Regions from separate parts of the Lactuca sativa genome. Here regions 1 and 3 are each linked to region 2. Evidence: chromatin contacts called from public Hi-C data. All regions are on one chromosome and are shown on one strand. The core of a region is the stretch at or near the end of the contact, and the rest is flanking DNA. Distances in the headings are between cores, read along the strand shown. Region 1 holds the start of LOC111884885 (zinc finger protein CONSTANS-LIKE 5). Region 2 holds the start of LOC111884887 (DNA polymerase II subunit B3-1). Region 3 holds the start of LOC111903280.

Region 1 (4,995 bases), core at 1,919-4,418, 130 kb after region 2:
ATCGATTGATAACATCATATAAATATTTATAATTTTTACAAAGTTTATAAAACTAGAGTTAAATACGTTATTGATATAACATGACATGGGTTGATGGCTTCGTTCCACGTCAGCAAATTCACTGTTCGACACGTTGGCAGCGGTACCTGCGGCGATTAAGCATCCATGTCAGCAGTATCCCTTGTTGAAATCTTTTTTAAGGCCACTATGTCTCCACGTCGGCTATTACGTCAGCACCCGTAGATTATCCCCAAAAATATCTGAAAGTGGGGCTCATTTAGACCCATATTTTACACCACAAGAATAGCATTTTTTTTAGATGACTAAAAATCTCTAATCATTGACAGCCGTACACGTGGCCAACAACCTCACCAATAACAACCACTGGTTCCGGGTTGTTGACATGTTAAAAAAATCTTGTGTCTCTAATTTGAGAAAGACGATTTTATCCTTCTGCCTCCAAATCAATTACTCAATGCCATCCCTCATTTTCTACCTCACAAAATTGTACAATTAGTATTATATGTTTTTCCTTGGATAAGGTCGAATATTAAATTCTATCAACAAGCAAAAAAATAAATAATATAGTACAAATGGTAAACATAAATTTTTCAACCAACTAATTTAATTAGTATTATATGTTAAATCATAATAATAAAGTAAACCTCAAAAAATTAAATATATTATTTTTTATTGTAAAAAGTATTATATTATTTTTTTGTTTATTAAAATTATCTGATTTTAGCTAAATTAATAGTATTGTTTAACCGGATAACTAAGAAACCAGTTAGATAATCTACACCAAATTCAAATATTATCTGACTTTTTGATTTAAATTATATAATTTATGTGAAATAGCAATAACAATTTTTAAAAATTAATTATTTATAGTTTCTAGCAAAATGGAATACAATTTTATGTAATAGACACACATGAAATTGATAAAACTAAGTAGTATTATTTGTAAAAAGGGATATAATAACTTAAAATATAATATATTTTTTATTTTGTATATATATTTGATCACTTATTTTTTTTTCTTTCATATCCAGTCTTTATAATTGTTTACTTTAGATAAACCGAAAAAAATAACTTAATAATGTAATATCTTTTTTCATTTTGTATACATTTAGTCTTTATATTTTTTGTTGCAAAATGAATCTTTATTGTTTTTTTTATACATTCAGTATTTATAATGTACCATTATTTATGAGTGAAATTATATAAAATAGATAATCAATTTTAATATTATTTCTTGTTTAAGGTGGCTCATAAATTTTTTATTTTTGTATGATATATTGTTGTGGTTGAAAAAAAAAACTCTTATCAATTGATTACTTAATTTACAAGTACTTAGGAATGTATGCTAATCTCTAAATTAATCATTTTAATGTTTCGATGATATGTTGTCTGATCTTTTGCTAAATAATTATATTGAATGAAAAAATAATCGATTCTCTTTTGATTTAAGAAATTCACAAGCCATCTAAAAATTAAAATTCATCACATACAAACATAAAAGTGCCAACAAATCATTTTCGTTTAAGCAAAAACAAAACAAAAATCAACAAATCTTTATTTTCTTTTAAGCAAAAAATAACCATTTTTCTATGTTTTTTTAAATATCTATATCTTAAACTTACAAATGTTTAATTTATAAAACAAATCAGATTGGTAAATCTCTCTACCGCAGAAACAAGGTTCACCCTATGTTTTTCAAATACCTATAGCTTAAACTTGTAAATATGTAATTATAAAAACAAATCAAATATGTAAATCTTTCTCAAGTGTACAAACAAGGTTCACAATGGTATTGCTTTCCTACTTACATACAAAAGTAAGATTCATCATCGAATTCAAGAATAACACAACAATTCACTCAAATTATCTTAAATCAAAAGGCAACAATATCTCATGGTGCTAATTGGATCTTGATTACACAAACCATCAATGAGAAGTCCACGATTGTTGTTATGAAACTAAGAGCATTTAAGATTATTAAAGCAATATATGACTTCAAACTAGTGATGATTTCCCAACTTACATATTTCATCAAATACATAAAATGCATTCGTAATCAGCCTACAAACAAAAAAAATGTGCAATAAGTGAGGTTGAGCTACAATTCTAGTTAAATATGATTTATAATAAATACTTCAATTTCCATTGAATTTAAACAATTTAGTTCAAGTTTCTCTTTGATTTATACATAAATAATAGATAAGATGTCTCGTTGGTAAGAGAAGAAGGTGTCGATTTGAGGCAATTTTAGATGAACAAAGAAGAAGTATTTGCCCGGTAAGAGAAGCTTCGATGAGCGTATAAGATAAATGCATCAATTAAAGGCAATTACAGATGAACACCAAAACACTAGTGGATGTAATCGTAATTACAATGACTTGCTCGGAGGCAATCACAATGGCAGACATAGATTGTTGGAGGCATTGCTTCAAAGCAAAAATATAAATAAATTAACAACGTTGTTATTGGCACCAAAGAAGGTCAATATGGCGTTGGCGATGGAGGTCAGAGGTCCGAGGATAGGACAGACGTGAGTCGCTAAGATGTTTAAGCATGTGAAGAAAAAATGAAAATAGAAGCAATTGTATCCGGGCAAAAGAACAACATATCTTATCTTCATTCAATACATATTAATGTTTACTGATTCAGATTTGATTCATTCATTGGCACAAATTTTATAATATTTTGAATCCGATCGATTCATAATCCGCATCTTACGATAATCATTAAAAGGGTTACAAAAGCCTCTTATTTATCTAACATGTTATAATTAGGAAATCTACAATTTTGGTGTATTACAATACATTTACTTCAAAAAAAATCATATAATGTTTCAAGTTTTAATTAATTTTGCAATAAAAATAATTTCTTAATTAATACATGGTTGTATAATTAATGCAAAAATGTTTTGTTAAATTACTTCAGAAATAAAGTTAAGTATGTATATATTTAACCCTATTAGAAAAACAAAAAAATTCTATACCTTACAATTTTATTTTTGAAATTAATTAAAACTTAAAGAAAAAATAAACCAAAGGCTGATATTTTTATATAATCACCTTTTCCAAAAGTTGAAATGATAGATGAATTACTTTCTAATCGAGTGGCATTTTCGTTATATATATTGAAAACCAGGGTGGTTTCAACAGGTGAGAGCAAGTGGTTTCGTCATAGCTATTCGCTTACAAATCACATCATCTTTCTCTTGTTCTCACCATATTCTCCTTCAAGTTCAACCGCAAGTATTCATTATTCAAGTATTTGATTTCGAGAGAGAATTTTAAGGATCTGAAGTTGTAAACGAAGATGAAGAGATGTGTGCTTTGCAAATCTACGGCTAAAGTATACTGTGAATCAGACATGGCTAGCTTATGTTGGAGCTGCGATGCGAAAGTTCATTCAGCCAACTTCCTTGTAGCAAGGCATTCGAGGAGCCTTCTTTGCCAACTATGTCAGTCTCCGACGATTTGGACTGCCTCCGGCGATAAACTTTGCCCTTCCACGGCGTCGATCTGTGCAAAGTGTGTTGTTGAAGATATTTCCGACGATGAAGACAACGGAGAAGAGAAAGTCGGAGGTAACGATGAATACGACGGAGGCGTGTATGCCGATAAGCTTGAATTAGAGGTTTCAGTGAATGAAATTGATAATCACGTTGCGCCGTCGTCATCGACGCCGCTCCCACCGGCAACTAGTTCATCTACCAGCGGAGATTTATCGATTTCCGACGGAGGCGTTTCAATGAAGCGAAAACGCCAGAATGTTGTAGATCTTAATCTTACCTCTGAGGTACAACAATTATCCTTTGATAGTCGTGATTTCGTTGATTGATTGTGGATTTTTTTTTATATTTATTCCCCCAAAATCTCGCAAATTTCAATTAGATCTATTAATAGTTTTGATAATAACGATGTTTATTTTATATTCAGGATGACTTCGATTGTTCATCGGCGAACACAAACCACCTTACGCCGTCGTCTCCGATTCCGGAACAAGACGAAACAACTTCGTTTCAGTCAAGCTCCGATTCAACCGCCGGAAAGCTGAAGAGAATCCGTCAACGTAACAAAATATCCGGCGACTACATGTCTTCTCCGGTCAACCGCACGAGTAAATCAACGAGAATCGCTGAATTTGATTTAAACTCGATGCCATAAATCAGTTGTATACTTGTATATCTATGTTATGTAAGTACAGTATAAATACATGTTTACATAGAGGAGAAAAAGTAATCTCAGTTCAGATAACGTAACAATATCTTTATTTGTTGTTATTAACAAACACTTAATAGCAGGGAATATTAATTAGTTGTATGTTTTCTGTGCTTTTGTACATTAATTATTTTTGTTCCATTAACAAAATGGGTTTTGAGCTTGTATAAATTAAGCCAATTTCACTTTTTTGTTTTGTTTGTTATTATTTCACGAAAATCCCAAATCTATAAGAGAGATTACATCAAAGGATTATCTTTACAACTTCTATCACAAGATCATCATCGTTTCATGAAAAGATTTATGTTTGGTTAGTTAAAATTTTGGTAGATAAAAAATGATTTCGTGAATATATTGTAAATTTCAGTTTTGCATGTAGAACTGTAAGATCATTACCATTTAGTTTCGTAAAACAATTCGAGAGATATGTTTATGAGAAATTTGCATATGTTATATATTTATTAGTTGTATTGAAATCAAATCACAATTTCTTTCAATATTTTTCACCATTTTTTTTATTCAAATACAAATACTCTACTTCGATTGCGTCTCTCAGCCACACCATTAAGTTGTGGTGTCTTAGGTGGTTTTAATTGCGAAACTATTCCATATTTTTTGAGGTAGTCGTGGAACTCGATACTAAGATACACACCATCTCTATCAGATTTGAGCATCTTGATCTTCCTGTTCAATTGATTGTCGACTTTTTGTTTGAACTCTTTGAATTTTTCAAAGATTTCTGACTTATGTTTGATTAAGTAGA
Region 2 (5,086 bases), core at 838-3,337:
GAAGCTTAAATGCCCAATAAATATCTAAAAGAGGAGATCTATGTTTGGAATGGGAATTTAGCTCAATAAAGGTGGCAACCTTGAGCTTAAGGAGTTCTGAAATGCTTAGATCTGAAGCCCATTCATCATAACTACTCTTAAATCGACATCAATGTCTAGAAATGGCTAGAAAACAACACTAGCAAGCTTTTAAGGAGATCTACATGATAACAAGCAAAGATTCGAGCTTTATACCTCAATGGGAACTGGAATGACACAAGAAACTCGGATCTTCTTTGCTCTTCTTGAAAACCCCTCTCTTCTCTTCTTCTTCTAACCCCAAAATGCACCAAAATATTTCACAAGATGAGAAATACTCCAAGAATGCTTAAAGGAAGGCTAGGGTTTAGTAAGGGACGTTCTGAGGGTGATGGAGGCTGATTTTGGGCGCATAGAGTTGTTTAAATAGGGTGCAAACCCTTGAAATTAGGGTTTCATCCAGATTGGCAGACTCGTCGGGTCCAAGAATATGGACTCGTCGAGTAGCCAACTTAAACCGCATGCAAATCCCGTCTCTACTCAACGAGTCGGGCTACTGACTCGTTGAGTACCCCTTAAGAAAAAGAAAATTACTTTATTTAAATCACATACCAGAAATGGGGCGTTACATCTAAAGTTTTCCCCAACAGCCACTACCACATCGTAGTGATTCATTAAATCCCGCGACCCTGAACTCGACGCCACATCATGGTTTCCAAAGAAAATTGCCATATATACTTGAAAATAACACCATACCTGGAACGAGTGTTGCAAATACTGTGGTGTTTTGAAAATTGTTAGGAAAATAAGAATTGTCACAAACATAACCAACACACAAGGCCGACCTTACTATAATAAAAATTAAGCCCTTGCTTAGGTCCCCTAATTCTAAGGGCCCCCCTTAACCTAAAATTAAATTTGGGGATTATTTATTCAGATTCTTCATTCATGTACATCGGCAGAAAACATTCGGTAGAAACTGTGACTCAACAACTGTTCTTCACTTCTTCTTCTTTTTCTATCATATGAGTATAATTAACATATTAGTTAGAACCACAAATTCCGCGACTCAACAAGTGTTCTTCACTTCCTCTTCTTTTTATGTCCTTTGAATCTAATTAACTGATTAGTGATTTCATTCTTGATTCTACTCAGAACCACAAAAAAACATTACTTCTCTGATTCTCTATTATTCTTCTAATATTCTTCATGGTGATTTTTGATAAGTTGATTGATTTTTTTTGAAAAGGATGTCAAGCGTCAATATTAACTCAACTGATTTGGTGATTCCTGTCCAGAATCTTGAATCTTGAAAGGCTGAATTCTAAATAGGTATGTTCTATTGTTCTTCTTCGATTCTTCCTCTAGTTCTCTATTTCACCACAACTAATTATCTATGAATTTGAATTTGTGATAATCTGATAATCTATTATCTATGATAATTGATAAATTTTGTTATTTTGATGCAGTTTTGTTTGATGTAGAAAATAGAAATCAGTTTGATGTAGTCATGTAGAAATCTGTTTTTTTATTTTCTGCACAAAAGAAGAATGAAATATGTTTTTTAAACTTTGATGTAGATTGTAGAATAGTCTTGACTATTTTTTTTCCGACTAGACTATCTATAATCTATTAGGGTTAATAGGGGTTTGGTTTATTTATTTATTATTATTATTTTTTAAATATTTATTACCCAAGTTGGATTTTCAAAAGGAGGAAGGTTTAATTTATAACATTATAATACTAATGAAAAGAGCTTCAAATTTTTGATTCGTTTAAAGCCTCCAAACTGGTTGGATCGTCTCTGCCAAACACAAATGAATATAAACAAACATAATCCAATATAAACAACTATAAACAAACATAAATAAACATAAACTCGTACTACATAACATAACATATTTAGTGAGTTTACAAAAAAAAAGGTTCGATTTTAGTTAGGGCTCTCTTTAAAATAACAATGAAACTAGAGGGGCTTTGCTGATATTTTCTTTAAATCCGAGCTAATTATGCATTTTATTCATATATTAGAGTTCTCGATAAGTTCTTTTTCGTGACCATTAATCCGCGCCCAAAACATTTCATCTTCCCGCCAAAATCAAACCCTAAATAACCAAACAATTTCTTCCCCAAAATTCTGTAGCCCAAAACTCCTGTTTCACTCTACAGATTTACAGTTATCAATGGCGGAAGGTGAAGAGATTCACACAGAAACCGTCCAATCAAGTATACCAACCGGCAGAGTGAAACGGATTATGAAACTCGACAAAGATATCAACAAAATCAACGCCGATGCCCTATTCCTAATCTCGAACGCCACCGAGCTTTTCGTCAAGTTCTTGGCCGAGAAATCATCGGAGGTTGCAGTTGAGAAGAAAAGGAAGACAATAAAGCTGGAGCACCTTCGAATCGCCGTTAAGAGACACCAGCCGACTGCTGATTTCCTTCTCGATTCACTTCCATTGCCGCCGCCACCAGCGGCGGCTCAGACATCATCGAAACCTGATCGACCTCATAAAAGGAGTGATAATAACCCTGTTCCTGTTGGCACTCGTCGGATCGACAGTTTCTTCCAGAAAGAACCTTAGGGTTTAGTAGAACTTGTCAGTGTTTGCTTTATCTCCAGAAAACGAGTTACGCTTATCGGATCTGTATGTATCTCTTCCTTTACAAACTAAAATTTCTACTTGATTAACCTTATTCGCTTTCTAGATCACTGTAAAATGCTCCATTACAGATTATCAATGGCTCGATTCTCATCAATTAAGTTTCAGATATCATGTCCTAGTAATGAAATGTATTGAAATTCTAGTTTTGGGTCTTTTTTCTGATAGAATTCAGAGATTTTTCATTAGTTCTGTGTATCCATAGCCAAATTTCCAAAAGAAGCAACCCTTTGACTTTTAAGATCAAACCAATTACACTTTCAATTCGAATTGAATTCTATCAGATTTTTTCTTCCCTAAAGTAAAAGTATAAAAATGTTGTTTTGATCTCTTAAATGAGATATTGAATGCTAAAAAACACCTTATGTTATAGCGAATCAATATGATATGCTTATTAGCGTTATTTATGATCAACCATGTAGATTAGTTTAAATTCTAAACCCATATGAAGATCACATGTGAATCTTAATGAATCTTAATACACAATAATCTCCATGGTGTGTTAACTTTACATCAAAGAAAGAATACAACTACCATAATGCATTAAAATAACATTGATCAAGGATGCAAATGTTATGTTCTAGGGATGAATCGAAATGCTAACAATAAAGTTATACACAATATTGTAACTAATGGAAAATACAAAGCCGACAATGGAATACCAATAACAACTAGGATATATAACACATAACATAACATTATATACAAACGAGATCATTGTAAATATAGAGATATAAAAAAAACATAAATGTGGAACAAAACAATACAATAAAGATACATATTTACAATGGTTATTATCTTTTTCTTTGACATGGATGGTGTATGTAGTTACAATTTTCTTGAGGTTTTGATCTTTGACCCATATAAATAAAAATGTTTTTGTTAACCCTTTTTAATATATTTTACCTCTTTCTTTTATTTATTTTAATTATCTTCAACTATATTGATTTGAAACTCCTCGCATTTTCATTTTTCAAGTTTTTCTACTTAATTGGTTTTTAACCATATTTATTTGTAATTACATAACTTTTAACTTCTTCAACATAATTGAATGATTAAATACATTGATTTGCTTATATAAGAACATGTTCCTCCATTTTTTTTGTTAATCATATTTTATTTTCATTTTGTTTTTTGTTAAATAGAGTATTTGAAAATGAAAAAGTAGATTGTAGTTTGATGTGTAAAAGAAAGATTTCGTTTTTTTTTCCCTTTCTTTTGTGTATAGAGTACTTGATTTGGAAGAAGTAGATTGTAGTTGTTTTATTTGTAAATGAAAGATTTCAATGATGAAATATGTTGGTGCCACATGGTATTTGGAATTAAAATTGTTTATTTAAAAGAACTTTGGGTTGTTTGATTTGATGTTTGATGCTTGGATGAATTTAAAAAGATTTGAAATTAAAATTCTATAAATTGCTTAGTTGGGTTTGATTTTTTTTTAATAAATACTTAGGTATGAAAAAACTCTTTTCGTTGCATTATGTAAATCTCTTGCTCACGTAATTCTTTTTTGTTTAGTTCGTGTCATGTAATATGTTTTAATATGATTATTATTGTTTTTTTTTAATGTTCTACAATATTTTTATTTCTTGATTTAATAAAGTGTATTCATAAGTTATTTTGATAACATATTAACGAGAAATTAATTATTTTCCTATCTTTTGTTCCTATCAAACGTCATACTCATTTAAATGATGATATGTGTCATCATTTAAATGATGATATGTGTCATATTATTATACTAAAATATCATTACATTTCATTATTAAATTTCATTAAGTAAGTATTAAATGTTATACATGTCACTGGTTAATTGGATAAAGAGGATTTGTAGGAACAAAAAGTAGAAGAATATTTAATTTCTCTAATTTAATTTGTAGTTTTTTTGTAAAAGAATTCTAGATAACTAATTAATAAAAGTATAATATAAATTTTTTATTTTTATAAGAGAAATAGATGGATGACTGTCTCATTCAAGATAAATAATTTTAAAACCTATTATAATTCAATCAAAATTAACATATACACTTTTAAAACCAATTATAAGTCGATCAAAATCTTAAAAAGAATGGAATTCAATATCATTGTAAATATTATTCGCCAAATACACTTAGTTTTCAAATGAAATTAGTTTTAAATCATTTCAAATGCAAATCTATTAACAAATTACAAATACCATGAAAATAATCACATAATCCAAAGTAATATGTAGATTTTCATCAATATATTGTTATAATTTAATATATATATTTCTATTATAACTTCCGATACACAGTTTTTAATTTTTATCTAAGTTTTGATTTTAGCTTTTATTGCTATATCATGTAAAATACGATGCATTTATTATTTTTTTTTATTAAAATATGAATGTTTTTATATCATCGTAAAGTAATTTTTTT
Region 3 (4,686 bases), core at 1,573-4,072, 160 kb before region 2:
TTACATTATGGCATGTTTATGTCTATACAAGTTAAGATTGAAGAATAAAAGTAATTTCACATTTATTCGTACATTTTTTATAAGAAAAATGATAAAGATAAACAAGTACAAATGTATACTACTCTTAAACATGAGCTTATTTAGTTGTCGTTGACTATAGTAGAACGCCTCATGCATGAAAGAGTAGTGTGACATGAAAGCCTAAAATTTCATTCACTCATAAACAAAACACCATAATATTTGCCACACTTTTTGCAACCAATTGAAAAGTTTGCAAAACATCGTATCATCGAGGGTATGGCAAAAGAGAATAATCTAGACCGCATCGATTATTTTAAATTAAGAGGATTTTGTTTTTTGAAATGTTACAACACTAAAAGGCATTTACCAACATCTGACTTGTTCATTGATTCAGATGACACAAATAAATTTGTTTTTAAACTAAAACATGTTATTTGGTTAGTTATTTGAATGATTGTGCTAAATGATAAAAACCATCATTTTAACCTTTTAAACTATTTTGTGGTTAATGAAATTTTCATGTTTAATCTTCTTCTCATGACAAACAATAGGGTGGCAATTAGGTCGAATTCGAGTTCTCGGGTCGCGGATTTAGAATACTTTGACCCAACCCAACTCATATATGTATTGAGGTTGGCAGGTTGGCGAGTCATAGATTCGTGGAATGGAAACATCAACCCATACACAAATCGCATACCCCGTTTAATTATACAGGTTCGCAAATCAGTTTCAAGTTTCATGTCAATGGTCAGGGTCAGTGGATCGGTTTTAAGTTAACATTTCACATATTAAATTTATACATGTTATACACTTCTCTAGAATTAATTACGTGTTAGCATTTAAGCATTTACACTGAATATGGAGCAATGTTGGCGACAAAATGACAAATTATCGACTGGTTCGCCAGCGATGTTGGGTTGGTGAAAGGGGAAGGGCGACGTCTAATGGCAACGGTGGAGCTCGTGTTTGCTGACACTGGTGTCAAGTATCCGACAAGACGAAGGGGGGGAGCCAATAAGGATAAGACGATGGAAAGGCAAACATCGAATTAGGTGTTAGACATGTTTTTGATTTGGGATTCTCGATTCTAGGGCACCCTCCAAGCAAATAACCAAATACCAATTAATTAATAAATATTAAATATTAGTTTATAACCCGTAGTAACTACGGTTATAAAATTAATTAAACTTTTATAATAAAAATTTATAATTATTAATCAGTTATTTTAAATAAGTCATTTTAAATAAATTATTAATTAAGAGATATATCAAAATTTTAAAGTTATTATAACTTAATTTAACATATAATTAAAAAATATAAATTTGAATTTTGAAATTAGTTGCCTAATATATCTACATGACACATACATAATATTAATAAGGAGTTATATTAGAATGACACTTAGCAAAAGGATATTAAAACTATTCATTTTTAGAAAAAAAAAATCAACCTAAACACATTTATTTAAAGATGATAACTTCCAAATTCATCAAAATTTTGAGTCTTTACACCATGTTACCCTCTTCTTGTTTCTTAACGAGAAAAATCCAAAACAACATCTATATTTATTTTAATAGTAAACAAACAAACCATCATAATAGCTCAAATACGTTCTCAAACATAAGGATGGCAAGATAAGTGTGTTAATTCACATCTAAAATCGGAATCACAAATCATCTAAGAGATAGAAAAAAAAAAGGAAAAAAAAACAGCTTGATAGAGAAACAACTTAACAAAAACACAACTTGATAGAGAAACATATGAATACAAGAAAATCTGTTCTAATCAAGAAAAAAAAAATCAAAGAGAAGTTATGAATGCTCATAATCAAGCAAAGAAAAAATTGAATGGATTTAAATGTAGTTGGTGTAATATAGACATTGAAGATCATCATCTACAACAGATATAACATAATGATCAAAACATAATTTACAGTAATTAATTACATAGAAATTACCTCGAATATCTTCAAGAACGAGATTTAATTCTTTTCATGATGATCATTGTCATTTTAGATCCCATCAATGTGACATTTTTCGCTTGAGAAAACTTTGAATTCCTGAAGAGTTTCAGAGCTTCATTCATCTCACCATTTCCACACTCCTCCATACAAACCACAATTACGCCTCCAACCACAACAGTTCTCTCAAGCTCCCTAACGTACCTAGATGGAAATAATGCCAGATCCAAATGCGCACTGAACCCTAAATTGAAAACCCCATCAAAAAAAGGCAAATTATGTGGATCTGCTCTACTCACTAGAGGCGGAGAATCAACCACTTCAACGCCGGTGATTTCGTGTAATCCGATCTCCTTTAGCGACATGACGGCCTGACCGCCACCGGCGGAGACGATTAGAGCGTGTGTGTGGTTGGAGATGTGTTTTAGGGTTCGGAGATCATTGAAGATTGCAGAGAACGAATCGACGGATTTCCGCCAGGTGTGGGTGGACCATAGACGGTGGTTTTTCTTTTCGATGGTGGTGATTGGGCGGTGAGCGGCGTCACAGGAGGATCGGGGATGAGGTTTGTGGTTAGGGTTGATGCAGGTTTCTGGTGGGGTTTGGAAGAGGAAGACGAGGAGTAGAGTGAATGTGGCTATGGTGATTGCTAAGTATGAGATTTTGTTTAGGAAGGTTTGAATGTGTTTCTCCATTGTTAGGGTTTCTTATCCTTAGATAGAGATGGAGTGAAGGAGAAGAACAAGAAGATCGTGACCTCCATTGTTGATTCACAAGAAATCATCCGATTCGTTAAATGCTTCGAATCATAAGAGTTGTCGAATTTCACAATTTTCACTGATCTGCCCTCAAACTCTTAAGTTTTGTTAGATAAGCAACATATGTTTTGTTTATTTACATTTCAACCGCATTTAATTAATTTTAAGGCTTTGTATGATTGTATCTTTGTGGTTATAAGTGTTTGTTTTATATATGCCTTTGTTAGCTTAAGTTATTTATATATTTACTAATTAACGATACTAATGGGTTACAAACGAAATCAACTTTTTAATGTTAGTTGATATTTTATTCCGATGGTTATCTCGTCCAATCAATATTATAAAATATATTAAAATTTGTTATCCGTAATATGTATGTACCAAAAAAAAATAATATAATATCAACTTACATTATATATCTAACATCTATATTTTGTCATTTCCCGTAGACAAAATCTCCATAGTTTCTGTCTAAAATTATAAAATACTAGACGAATGTCCGTGCGTTGCGCAGAAACATCTACATAGCGGAAGTCTATATAAACATATGTTTTTTAAATATAGCACTAACGTTGTTGTTAAATTTGATATAATAATTTGTATACTAAATTGATATAATATATTGATTATTTTGAATTATATTATAATATATACATCTATTATAACTACATAAATGCAATCATTTGAATGACTTATACATGCGAGTTATACATCAATAGAATTAAATATAATATATGGTTTAATGTTATTTATAAGTATTGTTATTGTTAATTAATTTTTTAAAATTTATTTGCTTAATGTTTTAATTTTTATCATTATAATTATTTAAAACAATGTTTGATGTTTTTTGATTTTAAAGGTAACAATATAATCATTTATATAAAGTTATTTTTAACTATTTTTATTGTAAATTATTTTAAATTACTTATTCGAAAACTTTTAAAAATTATAAAAATATATTTAGGAAATATTTTAGTTAAATTGAAATTACAATTTAGTTTTTGTATTTATCATTACAATTTATCAATTTTAACTGTTTACAAAATATTCTTTGATTTTTTAAGTGGAACTGAAATTTATATTTAAGTTGACATTGTAATGTTATATTTAAATTAACAATTTAAGTATTTTGTCCAAACTGTTCAAAAGTTGTAGCTTTAAACTGATAATGGTTTACATACAACAACATATTAAATCTAATATGTTAAAAGTTAAAGACATAACATTATAAGTATAAATAAAGACATTATTTTAAAATTGAAATTTAGTCTATTTATGATTACATTTTAGGTTTGATATTTATTTAACCTTATTAACCAACGTATAATCATTATTAGAAAGACACTACGATTAATCATTTTTAACTATTTACAAAATATTATTTGGGTTGTTTAAGTTAAACAAAAATTTATAGTTAAGTTGACCATGTAATGTTATATTCAAATTAATAATTTAAGTATTTTATACAAATTGTTCCAAAATTGTATCTTTAAAATGATAATGGTTTACATCCAACAATATATTAAAACTAATAAATTAAGTATAATATGTTGTAAGTTAAAAAACATAACTTTATAAGTAGAAGTAAAGATATTATTTTAATATTGAAATTTAGTTTATATATGATCACATTAGGTTTGAAATTTATTTAATCTTATTAACCAACTTATAATTATTATTAGAAAGAAATTGAAAAGTCATTGGAGTTTCAAATAAATGTGGTGAAAGGAAAAATGAATGGGAGTTTCAAATAAATGTGGTGAAAGGAAAAATGAATGGGAATTTCAAATGAATATGGTGAAAGGAAAAAATGTTTCCTTTATAATATAGTATGATATGATATGATATGATGATAAAGTTTAGTCTCTAATTTTTTTGGTTTTATGGAAGGCTTTTGTGGTTTATATTTATAACGTGGTTGGTCTCTCACTTATGTAAAATGATCTT

Evidence for each region. A called contact is a pair of places that touch in the nucleus more often than the background predicts.
Region 1: a contact with region 2 is called in a Hi-C map of seed, with 3 times the contacts expected there. The contact joins the promoter of LOC111884885 here to the promoter of LOC111884887 in region 2. A contact is called at or near these places in 2 of 4 Hi-C or Micro-C datasets (leaf and seed).
Region 3: a Hi-C map of seed shows a contact between it and region 2, with 3 times the contacts expected there. The contact joins the promoter of LOC111903280 here to the promoter of LOC111884887 in region 2. A contact is called at or near these places in 3 of 4 Hi-C or Micro-C datasets (bud, leaf and seed).

The regions. Positions count from the first base shown.
Region 1 is chr8:222,590,068-222,595,062 of Lsat_Salinas_v11, forward strand. It overlaps LOC111884885 (zinc finger protein CONSTANS-LIKE 5), which reads left to right and starts at 3,169. Exons shown (of 2, transcript XM_023881180.3): 1 at 3,169-3,810; 2 at 3,951-4,334. The coding sequence starts at 3,328. The coding sequence ends at 4,178.
Region 2 is chr8:222,456,698-222,461,783 of Lsat_Salinas_v11, forward strand. It overlaps LOC111884887 (DNA polymerase II subunit B3-1), which reads left to right and starts at 2,088. Exons shown (of 1, transcript XM_023881182.3): 1 at 2,088-2,781. The coding sequence starts at 2,202. The coding sequence ends at 2,606.
Region 3 is chr8:222,296,246-222,300,931 of Lsat_Salinas_v11, forward strand. LOC111903280 reads right to left here and starts at 2,823. Exons shown (of 2, transcript XM_023899064.3): 1 at 1,979-2,823. The coding sequence starts at 2,676. The coding sequence ends at 1,990.